2 separate regions of the Mus musculus genome follow, and region 2 is linked to region 1. The links are chromatin contacts, called in public HiChIP or PLAC-seq maps. All regions are on one chromosome and are shown on one strand. The core of a region is the stretch at or near the end of the contact, and the rest is flanking DNA. Distances in the headings are between cores, read along the strand shown.

Region 1 (6,657 bases), core at 1,829-4,328:
GGAGGTGCAGATGTCATGTGTGTGGAGGTGCAGATGTCATGCATGTGGGGGGTGCAGATGTCATGTATGTGGGGGTGCAGATGACATGTGTGTGGAGGTGCAGATGTCATGTGTGTGAGGTGCAGATGTCATGCATGTGGGGGGTGCAGATGTCATGTATGTGGGGGGTGCAGATGACATGTGTGTGGAGGTGCAGATGTCATGTGTGTGTGGGGTGCAGATGTCATGCTTATGTGTTTGTGGGGGGTTCTAGAAAACAGGAAGAAATAGTTCATTTTACCCACAAAAGCCAATAAAGTAGCAGTAACCCTCCAAAACACTTCTTGGTGTCCCTAGGGAGTGGCCAGAGGCTAACTGTTCTGTCCTGGTCTCAGTCCCTGGCCACGTGCTGGCCTGCGTCACAGGGGGCATCAGTGGCTCTGGGAGCTGTCTGCCTCCTTGCTGTGTTATGAGAAAAGCTGGCAGTTCCCGCCCAGTTATGGATCTGAGCATTGGACAAAGAATCTTGAACCAACTCTCACAGCCTTGAGTCTCGGGGGGATGCTCTGGTCCTGGTACACCCAGTAGGTACAGCCTGCTCATTCCTCAGAACCCCCCAAGCTTTGGGGAATAACAGAGGCAGCCCAGTTCTTTCCGTGAAGTCCCCCAGATGGCTCCCTCTGCCAGGCGAGCCAGCTGCCCTGATCAGCCCGGGGCTCTCTTGATGAACAGTGAGTTCAAACGGCTCGAGGCAGCTGGCAAGATGCTAAGTGCAGCATCAATCCTAATTAGGATGAGGGATTAATAAAGAAGGCATTGGAGTCACCATGCAGGCCAGGCTTGCCTGCGCTCAAGTTTCCCTTGGGAAACGGGAAGGTCCAAGCTCCGTGGGTTTCTTGGGATGGGGGTGGGAGGTGGCATCCAGTGGAGCCTGTGAGGCAGAACTCACACAGCTCTGCAGCCCTTGCTCTCTAACTCAGGTGCGGTGGCAGGTAGTGACGTGGGTACATTCTCCAGATGAGAAGTGTAGGTGTTCACGATCTGAGCAACTGCATGCCCAAAAATTATGTTTTTTTTTCAGAAGAAAAGGGGGGTGTCATCGTGGGCCCACCACTTCCTTTGTGAGGCGTTCTTTCCCCCTTAACTATTGATCTCACAACTCTGTCATCTACAAACCGCTCAGAGCTAGCATAAAACTCCAAAGTGCAGAAGCAGTCCTGATCTGGACTCGGAATTGGAGGACAGAGATGGACAGGAGCCCAGGGTCTGGCGGGGACAGTGGGGGGGGGGGTATCACTAAGTCAAACCTCACAATGCCTCCTTTCATATGATTCAAAACGCGTCCAGGAAGGGCTATCTTTCTAAGAGCTGGCCCTCCTGTGGCATCCCACCACACTTAAGTAGCTGAAGGGAGGAGAGGAGGGAAGAATTTCCTCAATTTCCCAGGGGCGGAGTGCACACGAGAAATGGTGACGGAAAGAAAGTCGAAACACTACGCAAGGATTTTTGAGAAATTAAAGCAATGATCGCCAGTTCCCCTGATCTGTCCCCAGTGTCAGAGACCAACCAGCCGATCTGACTACAACCTGGCAGAACCAGACCGCCCCTCCGTAGACACCTGTTAGTTCGAGTTTCCGTTGGGCATGAGGGCGCCAGGAGGGCTAAGAAGCCTAATGCATTTCCGGCGTCGGAGGTTTCTGCCTCGCGCTCCTAGAAGCTGTCCCCACAGTCCAAGGGACTCAATCCCTATCTCTAGATGCATTTCAACCGAAGCACACCTCTCAAGTCTCTGTATACTAGGGGGGTCACAGAGCCCCGCCCTGCCCTAACAGCGACCACGCCCCTCCCAGCCCACTCTTGGTCCGCTGTTGACTCTCCTCTCCCCAGTTTGGTTCCTACGGAGGTCTCTTGCCGACTTCGTGCTGAGGGGCAGTGACCCAGGGCTTGCTGCCTCAGTTACGGGAGACGCGGCGCGGTTCCCCTCTTGTACCCATCGCGCAGAGAGGAGTGAGTCTGTGGTGTCAGGGATCAAGAGAAGGCCGGCCGGCTGGAGCTACCTGGCTCCCCCAGAACCGCTTGGGGCCCAACCTGTACCCCGCCCTTACCCTCTCAGTTGGGGGCTTGGAGTGAGCGCCTAGCTGCCCCGGGGCTCCCCGCCCCCGGCCGGCCCCGCCCCAGGATGGCCAGTTCCCATAGCAATCGCACAGACACCGGTTGCCAAGCAACCCCTCCCCCTCCTCCCGCGTCCGCTTTCCCCCCAACCCTAGACTCCTCCCGCCCCCACGCCAGCCTCCACCTCCCCCAGGGGCGCCGGCGAGGCCCCTGGGGATCGCTCCGCTCTCGGGTTGCGCGCGCGTGCGTGAGTTTCTGTGTGTTTCATTGTGTCTGTGCGCGAGGGGGTGTGCGCGTGCGAGCCGAGAGTTTGTGGGATCGGTGTGTTGGGGAGGTCCCCAGCCTAGAGGGACCCGAGGCTGCTGCGCCCGTGTCCACTCGGGAACCCACCCTCCCAGCTTTAGGTTCTTTGTGTCTCGCGTGGAGCCAGCGCCGCGCCCACCCCTCCCCCGGCCCACTCCCCGGGGCAATGTGTGCGTGTGCATGTGTGCGTGTTATGTGTGTGCGTTGGGGGTAGGGGTCCTACCTTCGATGCAACACACCCGCCACAGTCCCGAATGGGTGAGGTCGCCGCGAGCGCGGCGGGGCGGGGGCCCGTCGTCCATGGTCAGGTTGGTGCCGTTGCAGATGTGCGCGCTGGAGTACAGCCAGTAGTCGGTGCCGATGGCGATGGCCATGAGCGAGAAGGCGGCGAAGGCTCCGGCCGTGGTCAGCAGCATCTGCAGCCCGCGGTCGCATCGCACCATGGTGGGCGCCTCATAGTCCGCCGCCCGCCGGCCCGGCCCGCCGCGCCCGCCCGCCCTCCTCCCTCGGCGCGCGGCTCCGGGGGCTCCAGGGGCTGGGGGGCCGAGGGCCGGGGGGCGGCGCCGCGCTGCGCGCTCCGACCCCGCGCCCCGGGCGTGCCTGCGCTCCGGCTGCGCGGGGCTCAAACTCCGAGGCGCGGCGGCGAGTGAGGGCTGCGCGGGCTACGCGGGCCGCCGGGCGGGCTGGCGGCGGCGGCAGCGGCGGCGGTGGCGGCCGGGGGCTCCTCCCTCTCGGCCCGCCCTCCCCTCCGCTCTTGGCCCGCGCCCTCCGCGCCTCCACCCACCGCCCGCCGCCCGGCGCGCTCTCTCGGCGCCGCCCCTCCGCCTCTGGCCCCGCGCTCGCTCTCCCACGGCCGGGATTTTCCCTCCCCTCTCTCCCCTCCCTGCGCTCACGCGCGCTCTCTTTTCTCTCCCAGGCTTCATTCACATTATCAGAGCGAAGGAAGCCGAGGGAAAGAAAGATTGGTTCCCTGGAAGGACCCCGGGGAAGCTGCGTCTCCAGTCACCTCTCTTTCCAACCCGGGACAGCCAGGATCTCCTTAGTCCCCAGGATTCTGTATCCCATTCTGTGGGATGGAGATTGCGTCCCCTTTCCTTCTTTCCCCACGGCCTTATGGCTGTACCTGGTTATGAAGGTCTAGGCAGGGATGTACTGTGAGACTCCTCGCGTTTCCAAAGGGCCCAGATGTGGGTCACAGACGGGAGACATTCTTTATGGGCCAAGCCAGATGAAGATCACCTCCATTTCAACCGAAGCAAGCCAAGGGGTTCTAGCAGGCACTGGGGAGCTCTGGACTTCTTCGAAGGGGGACTGAGGATGTGACACACTACAGTCACACTTCTGATAGTCCATTGCTGATAGAGGCAGGAACACCAGCAACTACATTGTAGCCTCCAGCTGTTTCTTCTCCCTGTCCTTCTCTGAACCTTTACTTTTTCTCCGGTTGGCTCTTCCTCAGCCTAACCGGCTCTTCCTCACCTCCCCTTAACCTTGTCAGACTCTGCCTCGGGGCCTCTGGCCTCTTCCCTTAATTGCTTTTGGTGCTGGCAGGGTCCCAAGCTGGATACACTCCGAGCTCCTTGGAGCCAGGCTCCTTCCTTGCCACCCAGTTCCCCTCCTCCCCTGCAGGAGGCCTGAAACCCACGGGGGGGGGGGGAACTCAGGCCATTTCTTACACCCTTGTCCCTGTTGCATCCTCGAGGGTTGTTCTGTGGGCTGCTGTTCTGACCCCCTGGGATTGAAAGAGACACATGGAAAGCTGCTGCCCTTGCAATTTTACCTCCCGGGCCACTTTCCCAGCTTTCCTCAGAGAAAATAAATGAATGACCCCAGCCTCAGAGCACTCACTGTTCTTCCTCTCTGGAGAGTGTGAGCTCCCCCCTCGTATATAGCCGTGTGTGGTAGCAATGTGCAAATGTTTGCCCTGGGAAAAATTATCTTTTGCTGGGAGAAGGGAATATAAACAAATAGAAAAAAAAAACCAGAATAATAAAATGTGAGGGCCAGGCTGACTAGCCCAATCAGCGTTGCTGGCCTTTTCCTCTGCCTTTGGGGGGTGTCTGTTCTGCTTTCCAAAGTTTCAAAGGACGAGAGTTATTGCTTTTCTTCCCTTAAAAAAAATCACTGTCATCTAGGGCTGTATTGTCTACCCAGCAGGTGCCTGATATCCGGCTGAATGGACCAGAAGGCATGTGATGGTTTCTCCTGTTTCAGGGCAAGGCTGCTCACCTCTGTCTCCAGGAGCCTCCAAGATGAACTCAAGGTTCTGTGCTCTGAGAGATTTTTGATTTTTGGGGGGGGAGTCAGCCAGTCTTTGTTTCAGAGGTAATCCTTAACAGTGGGCCAACACAAACAAACCTGGTGTCCTGACTGCTGAGGAAATGAGGTGGAACACGCCGCGCCCCGACCCCCTCCCACCCCCCTTCCCACCCCCCCCACCCCCCCACACCTCGCAGCTGGAAGCTCCTCTGTGCTCCTCAGAGTTCCATGAAGCAAGGTGTGAAAACCCACATCCGGGTTAGCCAGGTGCTGGGTTACACAGAAACATCCTCTGGCCTGCACTAGTTAGAGCTTTCTCCTAGGATCTTGGAAGAAACCAATGCAGTAACCTAATTCATCTTCCAGGGGGTGGGTGGGGAGTAGATTTCCCCTCATGCCTTCTTAGGTAACTGTGAGATAATATCCAAGCAAGCAACCCCGAGTCACACAGGAGGTAGGACAGACGTCTTCAGCTCTAGGAAGCAAGTTGGACCAGCTTTTGTACTGTACCCACAGAGGGGCTTGGAGTGTCTTGGAGAGATCTAGAGATGGGACCTGGGCTTAAGATCATTACCACCTTGGTAGTGAACAGCTTGATTTGGACAAGCCATGACTACCTGGGAGGGAGATTCTTCTCTGGTATGCCTTTCAGATTTGCTTTGCAGGTCTCAGCCTTGGACACACATGCGCTGGACAGTTATTTGTGAATTAGTGGCAAATGCCACTTCTCTCTTGGAGACAGAGATTAGGATGCACTCTGGGCACATAGAGGGCATTCTGTGAGTTCTCACTATTGCCCCTCCACACCTCAAAACACCTGGATATGAGTCAAGGTGAAGAGAAGAAGTGGAGAAGCTTGCTGAAGTGGAGAAGCTTGCTGAAGCTTTCACCCTAGGTCAGATTGCAGCTCCGCTCCTGGAGACTGTTGTTATTTCCTGTTCTTTTGAGAGGACCCTGATGGGGGCTTGCTGGTTTGCCTATCTGTTGGTGATCACCCAACCTGCAGCCACACTTGGACCTGAGCTTATGTGGGTGTAGACTGTGGAGTCAAATAAGGACTTGACCGCCGGCAAAGAAGCTGGAGCAAACTCAGGGCTGTCTGAGGCCGTTCATCATGCCTGGGTGAGCACAATTGAAATCTGGAAATTTCTGCTCAGCTAGATTCAAGACTTCTAAATGGCTGAGTTTTGCTGCCTAGGGACCCTAGAGTTTGCAGTGTCCCCTGGGTTGCTTCCAGACCTGGGAGAAGGATGCATCCAACCCTTGCTTGGGAGAAGATTGTGGACTAGCGTTATTCTAGAGAGATAGGGCACTTGGTGTTTCTTCCAGGGAGCCACCTAGGACAAAGTGTATAGTGACTACATATTTTATTGCCACCCTGTATGGCCAAAGAGGTGGGGCGTGAGACCGTCAGTTAAAGCCATTCTCCAAAACCATTTCCCTCCCAATTCCGAGGGGTTCTTTCCTCATTGGTTCTTTCTGGTAATTGCTTCAAATCTTCACTTTCCACAAGCTGTGAAGATGGAACCATCATGAGTGAAATTCTCACAGTCTCAGATCCAAGGATCAGCGAGCGGCCATGCCAGGCAGTTAGCGAGGAGGGAGAGGAATACAGGACTAGGCTGCTCGTGCTCCATAATACGCGTGTCAGAGCACGAATGCCAAGGTAACTGGCCTGGCAGAGCAGGGCTACCTCTGCAGCTGGAGGAGGAGAGGCCCCACCACCCACCAGGGATGCAGACACCGTGGGTGGTGTCTCCGAAAGCCTTTATTAAGGGCTTTGTTTCCCTTTGTCCTCCTGAAAGAAGGACCTTTCCGTGGCAATGTTTTGTGATATCTCATTTCTCTGCTCAAAGGCAGATGGTTGTGCTGATTTCAGGAGGCTTATCTGAGGGGAGATTGGTGAGGGAGCCTGGGCAGCATCCCAGGCACCTAGACAGAAAGAATGATTTTGAGTTTTTATAGGCAAAGGTTAGGGACGAGTCTCAGAATGTCCCAGGGCTT
Region 2 (6,611 bases), core at 2,581-5,080, 1.3 Mb after region 1:
ATTCTCTGTAGCTGCGTATTCAGGCAGTACTCTGTGCATCCCTCATAGACATCCCTGTCTCTGTCTCCTGGTGCACCTGTGGGACTGTTTCCAAAGTAAACTCCTGGGAATGAAACTGTAGCGAGATGTGCTAAGAGCAGGTGCAAACTCCCTAGATAAGATACAGTGTTTCCCACGGAGAGACTTCACTTGAACAACCTTGGCCATAGTGACGGTGAGGAGCTCGGGTCCAGGTGGGCTCATGATTGCCTTCTGTAATCAAGATACAGGAGACTGTCGGCTTATTAAAGTAATGGTAAATTCGTGTGTGTGTGTGTGTGTGTGTGTGTGTGTGTGTGTGTGTGTGTGTGCATACATTCCAGGGATTGAACCTCATAACTCATAACCTCAGGACCTCAGAAACACTAGACAACAGACCTACCATGGAGCTTCATCTACAGCCCCCTATATTTCCATTTTTAGATAGGATCTAAATAGCCCAATGCTGGTCAAGCCTCCTGCCTCAGCCTCCCAAGTAACTAAGTCAGTGTGCCTGTGCCACAAAGCCTTGCTTATATAAGTGTTTGTATTCCATTTGGGGGGAGACAGGGATGCTGCTTGCAGCACAAGACACCCAATGGAAACCAGAGGGCAGGCTGCTAGAGTCTGCTACCATGTGGGTCCTGGGGATTCGGTTCCGGTCATCAGTCTTGGTTATACATGCTTTAACCTTACATCCATCTCAGCCCTGGTATAAATTTAATTTTAATGAACAAGAATGAACATACAACAAAGCACTTGGTTTCAGGCAGAAGGAACACCCTAGGTAGGATGCACCTTATGCAGCCGTGGTGTTTCCCATCACAGAATGGGACTCTCAGAGTGGGACTCTCTAAGGAAGAGAGGCTGTTGTGCATGTATGCTTAGCCCTCCGTGTCACATGTCATGGGCTTCACATCTGGTGGTTCAACAAAGGATGGGAAGGGGGGAAGCGCATTCATGTGTGTGGAGGCCATGGGTGTTGTTCCTCAGACAATTGCCTCATTTCTACTGTGTCTCTCATTGGTCTGAAATTTGCCTAGTAGATTACACTGTTTGGCTAACTTGATGGAGCTGTGGGGTCCAGCGTGGGGAGGGAACAAACCTTTTCTCCATCAACTCAGTTCTAGAGTCAGAAATACCTACTGCCTCACCCAGCTTTTTAAAGGGCCTTCAGGGGATCAAACCCCGGTGCTTATGCTTGCACGGGAACTAACATTATTGACTGAGCCATCTCGCCAGCTCTAGGAAGTACTCATTAAAGTTATGTCTATCCTGAAGAGGTACATACTTTTTCTTATAATTAGTCCCCTAGAACAACATTACAGCATGCCAGCAATTTCTATACCACTTACTGTGTGCTCTGTGCTATCTGCAACCTAGAGATATTTCAAGTGCACAGGAGGCTGGATGTAGGCTCTGTGCCAATCCACTGATGTTTGTAAGGGCTTTAAGCAGGTTGGCTTTGGGTATCTTTGATAGATACTGGAGCCAATTCCCAGAGGATATTCAGGAATAAGTACAAGTGTAATGTCTTGGGGCTGATACCCAGACAGAAGGAGATGGTCTTCAACCTAAAAACAGATAGGGTTTCTGACTTGTCACTGGGCTCTGCATAGCAGGAAGCAAGATACTGGGGCATGGTCCCAGTTTCTAAGCATTGTGCTTCTGGGACCTTTATCTCCTCATGTCTCCCTCCACTGGTGGCTGCTGCTTTATTGGCAGCCTAAGGGGGAGCCTTCGGCATCTTCATCTTTACATATTAACCGTAGCCCGTCTTAGCTGGATCATTCCAGCATTTCAATTCTGAACAGTAAGCGAGAGCCTACAGCTGGGCTTTTTCATTGTGGTTGGTGGTGGGGTTTTGTCACTTGCTTTGTTTTATTCATTATAACTCTGGGAGGAATACAGATTTATACGTGTACGAAGAAGGGGACAGAGGCCACTTCACATGGGCCTTATTTTAGCGTGCGTGAACTGACAATGGTGTACTAGAGCATACGGGGCCAGGAAGTCAATGTCACTGGCCTTCTTACTAGAGCATACAGGGCCAGGGAGTCAGTGTCACCGGCCTTCTTCAATTGCTTTCTACTTTATGTGTTTAGACAGAGTCTCTTGTTAAACCTTGACTGTGCCCAGTCAGCTAGATTAATCAGACAGTGAGCATCAGGGATGCCCCTCTCTCTACATCCCCAGAGGGGGATGCACTCAGCTTTTCAAGTGAGTGCTAGGGTTCCAAAACTAGGGTCTCAGGCTTATGTGACAAGGACTTTACCCAAGCCATCTCCTTGGCCCCACTCTTATTTCTGTTTTGATATAGCATCCCATGCATCCTAGGCTGGCCTCAAACTTGCTAAGTAGCCAAGGGTGCCATTGAACGTCAGGTCCTCCTAGCTTGCATCCCAGGTGCTGGGATGAGAGGCATGCACTATCACTTCTGGTTCCAAGTGGGCTTCACACACAGCATCAACTGAAATGAAACTTCTGGAGAGGAAATCTTTTTGGAGTGCCCACATAGGGGCCTCAAGGTAAGGCTGTCTTCAACCATGTCCATAAAGTGTGCATGAGAGTTTGTGTTTTCTGACTGGATTGCATAGTGCCAGGGAATTTGTGAACCATTTCCTGTGGCATTGTTTTCTTAGATAGCCAGAACTTTATAGCAGAAGAAGAAAGATTCTCTTCAGTTATGTGGAGTGAAGAAACTGAAGCCCAGAGAGGCTGACAGAATGGCCAGAGCTTCCCTTTGTGTCTCTGTCTTTGAACTTTTCCCTAAGCATGTGGGTGGAGGCTCCTTTGTTGAGATCTGGTGTAATGATGGCCATGCTACTCTGTGACCCGAGGCTCCCATCTGCTTAAACTTGCCGGGGTTCCAGACCCAGTGGCATAAGCCTGTGGTCCCAGCATCTTGGGAAGCTGGGGCAGTGCATTGCATGAGCCCAGGAATGGGAAACCAGCCTAGAGTTAAGAGCTCCATCTCTAAATAAATAAAAATATAAATAAACTTAGCTGAGCATAACACTGGGAGACAGAGACAGAGCATTCGTCACGGGCTCGCTGGCCATCTTAGCCAGTTGGTCCAGCTCTGGGTTCAGTAAGGGATGCTGTCTCGAAAAATTGGGTGGAGAGGATTTGAGGAAGACATTCAACATCGTCCTCTAACTTACATATGAGTGCACACGCATGCGCGTGCGTGCACACACACAAAATAAGGTTGGCAGAGGACAATATCTCATTTCCATCAATGACCTTCACATGCACACACATGCATGCAACCCACCCCACACATACACACACATACACACACATACACACATACATACACACACACATACAGACACACACACATACACACATACACACACATACATACATACATACATACAAATAAACACACACACATACTTTTCCTAGTTAGAACCTCTATCTCTCAGAGACGACTGCAGCATCTCACTGTCGTCTGACCCCAGTAGCATCCTCCAAAGACCTTTGCCAGTGCTTGGAGAAGCCATGAGCTCAACGGCAACCATCAGGGCATGAGAGAGGGGAGCCTTTTAGCCTCCCACCTCGTTGTGCTGCTCAGGCCTCTGTTCTGTGGCTGCAGGTAACTACCCCCAAGGTAAACAAACCCCACTGCAGCTGTCTTCAGAGAGATGTGCACTTCAGAGATAAGACCCACCGCCCCTGGTTTATGATCCTAGTTGCTGAGAACAGGATGTTCACCCGCAAACACACCACCCTGACCTCCCATACTCCTGTGCTGATTAAAATGAAACCCTTTGCTTATGAACTCGCTCTCCTGGCAGAACCAAAGCTCAGAGAGGCATTTTCCCCCAGGGGAGAAAATCTAATTTCTGGAAGGTATGGTTCCCCACAGCAGGCTGCCTTGTGGTTTAGACAAATAATGCAAAAATCCCCAACAACCCAACAAAGAGCCTGCTCTCATTATAGGACAGCCTTTTATTTTAGTTTAGTTTATTATATCATACTTTATTTTTCATCCTGCTAATAAATTTTGGCTCCTCCCCCCCTCCCCTTAACTCCAATATCTTCTGTGGTACAGAAAAGTAAATCTGAACTGTAAGCTAGTCCTGACCTAACTACTTATTAAAAACACTAATATGCTTGACAGCTTTGAAGTCTGCCGCACAACAAAGGGAGTGAGTTAGTCTGGGCCACTGTAATCCATGGTTTGTCACTAAGTTATGACACCCAGCAGAGCCGTGTGACAGTGCAAATCAATCACCCCTCGCGCTCTGCGGGGCCTTCCCTGCCTCCCCGCAGAGACTCTGCAGTTTAATTAGCTTTCTTCACACCACCTCAGTGTATGGCTGCAGCCTCAGCAAGAAAGAGACAGGGAGGACAGGTTCTCAGAAAGTGGGGGCCGTAAGAAAGTTCATATCGTGGAAAGAAAAAAATAAGTCTGGAGAAAGAAACATCAGAGACCTTTGTAGTTTGGGCCTTAGATGCGTCAGGCCTGAGATACACAGATGTGGGGTCCCCAGTATTGTTAAATGCAGACTTTCAAAGCAATGGCATGCAGCCTTTGCGGAAGAGCTATCAGATGGTAGCAAATGGTGTTTTTTTTTCTTCTGGCTAGTCTATGGGTTGTTTTTTCTTTTTTCTTTTTCTTTTTTCCTTTTTGTTTTTTTTTTCCCTTTTTCTTTCACTCCCACTCTCCTTCTCTGGTGGATCCTGCAGGAATTCTTTGCACCCCAGTCCTCTGGAGCCCACTGACATGAAGGAGCGAACACCCCAAGGCTGCTCAACTTCTACAGAACTGTGGATGAATTCCTGTGGGCGAATGGCACTCCTGAGGGCAAAAGCTTGCTTCTCTGTTCATTTCGCTGCGATAAATAACGTCAGCCAAAGAAGAAAACAGAACCGAGGCTGGCAAGTTGGGAGTCATTGACAGGGACTGCAGGGGTGAGAACAAATCAGGCCACCGTGTCACACACAGAGTGACACTTTTGTCCTGGCCCTGGGGGGAGTGGGACAGATGAGATCAAACTGGTCCTGCCTGGGTTGGGGGTGTCCAGATGCTGCCTGGTTTCTCTGAAACACCATTTACTGATGAAGGAGGGCAGAAGGCAGCCAGGCAGCTGTTACGACTTGCTGGCCTCAGTCGTACTGATTTAAGGCAGTCGGAGAGTGATCTTTCACCTTTGAGAATTCTCTTTCCTTGCTTGGTTTTAAGGAAAGGGTTAGCACATGGCAGAGGCCAGGAGGGTTTATCATGCCCCATTGTGTCTGTGTAATTCAGGTGGCAGACTGTGTCTCCTACAGGGGGAGGGGGGAGTGTCTAATGTGTCTGAGGATATGTCTTCCTTCGTGCATGTGCACACATGCACATGCATATGGAGACCAGGCATCCGTATTGGGTACCTTCCTCCATCACTCCCTTCTCTGTTTTTTTGGTTTTTTGTTTTTTTCTTTTTAGAAAGGACCTTTCTGGAGATCTCTGATTCTGCTAAGCTGGCTGGCCAGAAAGCCCCAGGGATCTAGATCTGTCTGTCTCCATCTCCCAAGCTCTAGGTTACAGGTGCACACTCATGTAGTCTATGCTAGACTAAACTCAGATCTTCCTGCTTACCCAGAAAGCATGAAATGGGCTGAGACTCCACAGCTATGAGAGAATGTGACCTTCAAAAGGATATTCCAGGCACTCCACATCCTCCTTAAACCAACTGCTATAAACTAACAAAACGTGGGCAGCCTTGAGATGTTCTTCCTACCTCTCATAAGAGGTGGTTTTGGTACTCACTCCTGCCCCTTTTGTTACATCAGTCATGTTACCTTGGCACTACGCAGTCAACTGCTCCTATTTCTATACCTCTAGCAACCCCAGCTTACCGGAGATGGCACCAAGTAGGGGCCTAGCCCAGCCCACAGAGTTTTCTGCCCCACATCAAAAGGTCACATGGTCATTGCTAAAAAGAAATGCATTGATAAAACATACAAAGAGATGAAAAAACAAATGCATATTGTTCAGTTAAAAGAGACCAATCTGAAGGTAGGCTACAAATCACACGGACCCAAGTTCTTTATGACATTCTGGAGAAGGCAAAGTTGTGGAAACAAGGAAAAGATCAGGCTTTCTGGGGACAAGAAAAGCATCTTGGGAGATGGCTTAATTGGTAGAGAGCCTGCCTGCCACACAGGAGGGAGGGCCTGGGTTCTGATCTCTGGTATCCACACAGAAAGCCGAATATGGTTGCTTACATTTGTAACTCTAGTGGTTGGATCGGGAAGGAGAAGCTGGAAGTCTCCGGAGCTAAGTGACACCTACCCTAGTTAATCTGTGAGCTCTGGGTTCAGTGAGAGATCCCGTCTCAAAAAATGTAAGGCAGAGAGCAATCAAGGAAGACATTCACTGTTACCTCTGGTCTCCAGAGACAGGTGCACACATTCACCCCCACACATACACATCATACACATACACACACCATACACACCACATACCACACACACACACACATGCACACATACCACACACACCACACACATGCACACATACCACACACACACAAACACACACCATACACACCACACACCATACACACCACATACCACACACACACATGCACACACACCAC

What was found. HiChIP or PLAC-seq counts read pairs in DNA pulled down with a chosen protein or histone mark.
Region 2: an H3K27ac HiChIP or PLAC-seq map of T-cell acute lymphoblastic leukemia shows a contact between it and region 1, with 4 times the contacts expected there. The contact joins the enhancer-like site here to the promoter of Cacng4 in region 1. A contact is called at or near these places in 6 of 39 promoter capture datasets (cranial neural crest, embryonic stem cells, hippocampal neurons and 2 more), 2 of 115 datasets of contacts at active chromatin or transcription factors (T-cell acute lymphoblastic leukemia and stem cell-derived neural progenitor cells) and 1 of 9 other capture datasets (embryonic stem cells).

What each region holds. Positions count from the first base shown.
Region 1 is chr11:107,791,628-107,798,284 of GRCm38.p6, forward strand. It overlaps Cacng4 (calcium channel, voltage-dependent, gamma subunit 4), which reads right to left and starts at 3,079. Exons shown (of 4, transcript NM_019431.4): 1 at 2,618-3,079. The coding sequence starts at 2,837. It overlaps Gm11650 (predicted gene 11650), which reads left to right and starts at 2,245. Exons shown (of 2, transcript NR_165828.1): 1 at 2,245-2,338; 2 at 3,311-4,226.
Region 2 is chr11:109,102,706-109,109,316 of GRCm38.p6, forward strand. No RefSeq gene overlaps it. Among named protein-coding and RNA genes, the nearest start is that of E030025P04Rik, 38 kb to the right of the region's middle. Within about 2 kb of position 3,831, at least 28 of the 459 cell types and tissues checked have an H3K27ac peak or open chromatin away from gene starts, as enhancers often do. A contact at or near this core is called in T-cell acute lymphoblastic leukemia, where this site is marked.